Regions from separate parts of the Zea mays genome. Here region 1 is linked to region 2. A link is a contact called in public Hi-C data. All regions are on one chromosome and are shown on one strand. The core of a region is the stretch at or near the end of the contact, and the rest is flanking DNA. Distances in the headings are between cores, read along the strand shown. Region 1 holds the start of LOC100283632 (cycloeucalenol cycloisomerase). Region 2 holds the start of LOC100381570.

The links. Hi-C and Micro-C count contacts between places; a contact is called where the count stands out from the background.
Region 1: a Hi-C map of ear shows a contact between it and region 2, with 2.5 times the contacts expected there. The contact joins the promoter of LOC100283632 here to the promoter of LOC100381570 in region 2. A contact is called at or near these places in 3 of 25 Hi-C or Micro-C datasets (ear, endosperm and leaf).

What each region holds. Positions count from the first base shown.
Region 1 is chr6:36,002,554-36,005,656 of Zm-B73-REFERENCE-NAM-5.0, reverse strand. It overlaps LOC100283632 (cycloeucalenol cycloisomerase), which reads left to right and starts at 1,669. Exons shown (of 8, transcript NM_001156533.2): 1 at 1,669-1,889; 2 at 1,976-2,145; 3 at 2,335-2,418. The coding sequence starts at 1,877. TRNAN-GUU (transfer RNA asparagine (anticodon GUU)) reads left to right here and starts at 249; the gene lies at 249-322.
Region 2 is chr6:35,329,609-35,332,676 of Zm-B73-REFERENCE-NAM-5.0, reverse strand. It overlaps LOC100381570, which reads left to right and starts at 1,798. Exons shown (of 17, transcript NM_001361448.1): 1 at 1,798-2,078; 2 at 2,864-2,944. The coding sequence starts at 2,052.

The DNA of each region.
Region 1 (3,103 bases), core at 420-2,919, 670 kb before region 2:
ATGGAAGTATGTCCTTAATTAACGAGATCAAGCTCTGGTTAAGAGTTTATTTTGAAATTGTTCTAACTTCTGGAACTCTACGTGGTGCTCTATGATCAGTTTAGCTTTAAGTTCCAACTTATTTTGGTCAGTTTCAATCGGCATTAGGTTCACAAAACATCTTAATGCAAACCTTCTTAGCACCATAAAAGTAGAAAAATAGTATGTACTAGCATATAAATAGCTGTGGGTTTATTCAAATCACCAAAGCTGGAATAGCTCAGTTGGTTAGAGCGTGTGGCTGTTAACCACAAGGTCGGAGGTTCAAGCCCTCCTTCTAGCGTTGTTTTTAACAACCTTATTGCTTCAACGAATTTCATCATAAATTGAAAAGGACGAGCTCTCGTGCTAAGTCAAAAGCTTAAACCTAGACATTTTAACTACATAATAATCATTACTTGAATGGGTTTTAGAATAAATTAAAAGAACTGGTATTTTTAATTACACAACATTTATTACTTCAATGAAAGAAACGAACCGCTACATACATAATCAGTGGCGGATAGGTAATTCCATAAACTTCTCTAACTCCACACCACATGGAACTAGACTGCTGTAAAACTTATACTATCCAGAAACTATTTGAACTGTGTTTGAACTTTGAAGAGCTAACCAATCTAGTTGACTTTGTAAAGCAAAGCGCTTCAAGAGGCCAACTGAAAGAGTCCAAGTTAAATAGACATGAATAAACTACAAGACATGCATGTACATACACAAAGTATAAGCAAAGCGCTTGAATTGATATAATTTTTAGTATAAGTACTCCGTAGAACGGTACGGATTGGTGAACAAGGCTAAATAAAAAAAAAGTGTCGATACACATCGAAGTGGCCAGAAGATGGGCCATTCTGATTGCGCAGTAGTCTGGGACCCTCCCGGCCCACACACACTACGCCTTTTTTTTTGAGAGTGAGAGAGAGAGGACACGCACTGCGCTTTAGGGGGCGTTTGGTTACTTGTATGGGTGAGCCTGGCTCGTATCTAGTGAGCCTGGCTCAGACTGGACTGGCTGAGTGCATGCAGTATAGCGTGTTTGGTTGTGTGTATGTGGCCAGTCTGGTTCACAAGAGATGTTGTTTGGTTGCTTGCATGAGTACATGGTGCATGAGTTAAAAAAATTGTTAAATAAATTAAAAAATCTATTAATAGACACTAATTATATGGTAAATTGCTTAATAGATACTAATTACATGTTAATATACACTAATTATATATTAATCTTAATCACGTAATTTTTTTATTTGAAATATATATAGTATGAGTGGTCTAGTTTCGTTCGCAAAAATGTCAGGAACGCGGATATGAAATCGGTTCGGTGATTAAATCTTTTAATTAGACGATATAATGAAAAAACCAATTAAAAACGTGTCTCGATATGCGTGCACGAGTAAAGAGCTGGCTGAGCGGAGCCTGGCCGCGCGCGTGCGGCCGCGCGATGCGTTTCTGCCGGGCCTGGCTCGCGGCGCTTTAAGGGCCTGTTTGGTTCGTGGCTAACTGCGCCACACTTTATCTAAGGTTAGGCGTTCGAATTGAAGAACTAACCTTAGACAGAAAAGTTAGGCAAAGTATGGCAAGTTAGGCAGTGAACCAAACAGACCTTAAGTTCCGTGCTAGCCTGTCTCGTGCGATACAACGAACCAAACAAACACTACTTTTTGCATGTGTAGATGCAGCTGCACCACCGGACAAGGCAACCAAACGCCCCCTTACACTCTCGGTGGCCAGTGGCCTGGTCTGTTCGGCTCCGAGCCTCCGATTTATCGATTCGATTCCATCATCCCTCTCCCGGCGCCCTGCCGTCCTGCGGGAGGGAGGTGCAAGCGGAACCAGCCCGGCAATGGCAGGCGCGGGTGGGTCCCGCGCACGCGCTTGTTTCCAGGAGCGGCCCGCGCACGCGTATCTGACCCGCGGGGTTCTCCTCTCCTCCCTCTCGCAGCTGCGCGGCGGCCGGGGGCGAAGCCCAGGGGCGGCGGCGGCGCGGGGAAGAGGAGCGCGTGGTTGGCGGCGGACGGCAGCAAGCGCTGGGGGGAGGCCTTCTTCCTGCTCTACACGCCCTTCTGGCTCACGCTCTGCCTCGGTGTCGTCGTCCCATTCAAGCTCTACGAGGTGCTCCTCCATCTCGTCACCATCGTCTTGTGTAGCCAGCCGCATGATTCTCGGTTGGTTGTTGGCCGGTCCATGGATCGGGTTCTCGATTGGATCTTGGACGACGTGATCGGAGCGGGTGAATAAACTACGTCTAATATATTACTATTTACCTTTCTACCCGTTCTTGGCTTCTTGTGCCATGTGCAGAGGTTCACGGAGCTGGAGTACCTGATCCTTGGCTTGGTGTCCACCGTCCCGGCGTTCGTCATCCCCCTATTCCTCGTAGGGAAGGTAACCCCCCTCCTCCTGTCTGTTCCCTCGGCTGGCTCTGGCTGCTCATCTCGCCAACATATGTATGTAAGGTTAAGGTCGCAGGATGTGTATGCTTTATGTTAATTCTTCATAGTATAAGGTGCACATGTGATTTATCTGCAGGCCACATTAGTGAAGGGGCAATGCCCGTCTTAACATTTTCATAATATACCAACCATTAGGTGAGAATGTGATATGGAAAGAAATAGCAAGCAGTTGGCAAACTATTAAAATTTAAAATGCAGAGCAGACTGGTAGGGGAAGAGGTCAAGCTACACGGTGCTCTGCTGCAGGAAGATCATTAGATTTAAGCCTACTACAGTATGGTCCCTCTTTGCTGTTTGTTTGTCTTCCCTCTCTGTCCTGAGACGTTCTGCATCTGTCAGCCACAAGCATGTGTTGATGCTGCCGGTCATGTGCTCTCCCTTTCACCTGTGAACATCACCTGTTATTTTCAATCATGTCCATTTTTGTGATTTGTGAAAGTGACCTTATGGGTGATCTGTATAATTCATACCATTACCAGATCATGTTGAATATGTCTTTGTTCCTTTAGTCTACCCTTGAATGGTGTCCTTCACTCTGACTTAGCTTCCAGGACTCTTACATCACCAAAGCCTTTGATTCCGTCTCTTGGCCTTTCTTGCTTGAAGTTCTCTAAAAA
Region 2 (3,068 bases), core at 549-3,048:
ATAGATATTTAGCCATTTTCAAGTCATGATGGAAATGGAAATAAAAATTCTCTTTAATGAAACCAAATCTAATGTTAGTTCAGTTCAACTTTACACTGTCCATGTAGTACGATCTAGCAAAGATAAGTGTTTACAATTTGTAATACTATTTACGATTGCTGTTTTTTTATATCTTAAACATATATTTCTAAAGTAAATGAGAAATATTATTGATTGACTGAAACTTACAACAGAGACAACATTTAAAAATACAGCTAGAGGAACAATAAAAATGCAATAGAAGAGAATGTGTTATGATAGCTAAGCATTGGTTATTCGCTTAAACCTGACATTGGACCTATTTAAAAGTACCGATAAATATTTTTTATTCCAAAAGAATGGAATGTGTGAGAACAGAATTCTCTTTTGTGAAGCAAAAACATTCTATGGACCATATAGTGACATGCTAGGGAACTCAAAAAATGCAGACACTAGCTTCTGCAAGCCCCTATGAAACCAACAGGCTGCAAGTTTGAAACGAATTGTTGAAAATAATAAAAAATAGAGCAATGATGCACAACAGCCTCAAATTACGCTGACAGGTATTGACGCGGCTGCCAGAATCAAAGTCTGAGCCCGCTCCTGGTGGTGTTTATTGGTGGTGTTCATGGGTATCACAAAATTTTAGGTTTTAGAATTAGTTTTCGAGCTGCCCATACCACTATTTTGTTGGTAAAATGAAGTCTTCAATGAAATGGACGGCTGCTCACTTCTATTTTTACTGCTCTCGCAAATCCATTTTTCACTTGTGTGAATGACCAAGCGATGATGCTATCACAAATAGTGTGGTGTGACCCTACAATTTCACTTTTCAGTCAATGATGATGGATCATACGAGACTTTTTTTACTTCAGCATGTTCTTTGATAGGGGACGAATTTGCATGAGGTGTTATGAACTACAGACGGAGGTGAGCATTGAGAGCGTTTGTGTATTAAAGTGCACTGCACTACAATACTTGTCTGTGGATGTTGAGCGTTTACTTTAGCTTAATCAATCTTGTAGTTTTTTAATGTTATCTTTGTCATCCATGCAAGATTATCTTCATCGTGTTTCGCAAGATGAGAGTCACCAAACACCTGTTTGGTTTTGTGTAGAACTTCACGCTCCTTTCTATCCCGGATACTTCTATCCTTATTCGGATGATGGTGCCTAGCAGCAACGATAGCCTATCATCGACCTTGACGAGCAGCCATAGATCTCCCTCAACAATTTATGTGCAGTCGCAACGCACATGCACTTAGTTAGTTAAGAATGAAGTTATTAGTTTTTACTATTTTAGATGGGAACGTATCTGGTGCAAACCAACTCCTCCGTGCAACCGTGCAAACTTCTAATCTGAACACATGATGTTAATCCAAGGGAACGCGCAGAGGAGTGGGAAGGGGAATTTTGAAAAGGTGTGATTAGCAGCGGACAGTTAAGTATAAAATTATCCACGTCCCTGCGTTTATTGGATCAACATTATATAATTTAGATTAGAAATTCGCACGGTTGTACAAATGAGTTAGTTTGCACCTGATATGTTCCCAATCCCATTTTAGATGGGAATACGAACAGGACACGGTTTAAGCAGTAAAAACGAACCAACCCCCACGCCGGCTTCGGTGGGTCGCGGATTCGTACGTCCCCGCCAAAAACCGGATTTGACAGCGGCCGATAACGTCCGCCGCGGCGGCGGCTGACGGGCTGAGAATAGGAGAGAGAAACCCCTCTTTCTCTTCCTCTCCTTCTCGACGAACCCGTCCCACAAGCACGTGCGAGCCAAGGCAGACAAGAGCGAGGTGGAGAGAGGGAGAGAGAGTGAGTGAGAGAGGAAAACCCCGCCCCCGTCCAGGCAACCTTCGTCGACGCATACGGCGGAGGCCACAGAGGCGCCACGCGAGGGAGCCCCGCCGCAGCAGCGGCCGCGAATTCGGCACCCCCGGATCTCCTTGCCGGCGCCCGGGGCCCCGATCGCCTCCTCCCCATGGTCGTGCCCCTCCGGGCGTTCTCCTCGCGCGGGCGCCTGCCATGTCGGACCTCGCTTCCACCAGCAAGGTATACGCCCGCCCGAGCCCAGTTCGCCACCTGATCCCTGTCGATTTCCCCCTCGAATTCCCCGGGGGATTCCCGCCCCGCTGCCGCCCGGCGGTTAATTCCGCGCCGAGGTTTAGATGGATGGATGGGCCTGAGCTGGCTGAGAGAGTGAGAGCTCGGACCCTAGTTTTTCCCAGCGCTTGCTGGCACCACTGCCTTATTTCCAACTGCGGTTCGGCCTCTTAATCTGCTGCCCGCCGTAGTCCAGCCCCGAGTTTTGGGGCTGTGTGTGTTGTTGGGAGGTGTTCTATGCTGCCTGAGCCACCGAATCTGTTGAGCTCACGTCCCGGCGATGTATACCGGCAACGCGAATCTGTGCACTGGAATGAATCAACGATCACTCAATCTCACCTAGACAAACGAAGAGCAGAGGCTGTTTTTGGTGTTGCGAAAAGAACAAGCAGCTTCTCTGTTGTGTTGTCTCTTTATTCAGACTTTCTAAAGTGATAAACATGCAGACTATGCGCTTGGTTTACAACTAACAGAATCAGCTCCTCATGTACTGTACTGATTGATAGGCTAGTGTTGGTTCCTTCTGTCACATGACGCAGTACTCATTCAAGCTACTCCTAGCTTGCACATGGCAAACCGACAAAATTCACTCCTAATAAATCGTTGTAGAGTTGGTAGTCCTGTTTTTTTGGTCCATGGATCAAACATGGCAAGTGTGGCGGTGTACTTCACGTGCGCAGCAACGTGTAACGGCACTCTTGAATATCTCACATGTTGACCCTTGTTTGTCACAGGATAAACTTGCGTATTTTAGAATAAAGGAGCTCAAAGATATCTTAAATCAGCTGGGGTTGCCGAAGCATGGAAAGAAGCAGGTCAGCAACTGTTGTGGTCTATTATTTCAGCTTTTCCAACACTCTGTTTCTACTCCGGGATGTGTAGGATTGCAACTGAATGGTGGCGCATGGCATACGAGCCTCCAGGGTGAACTAGCCATCT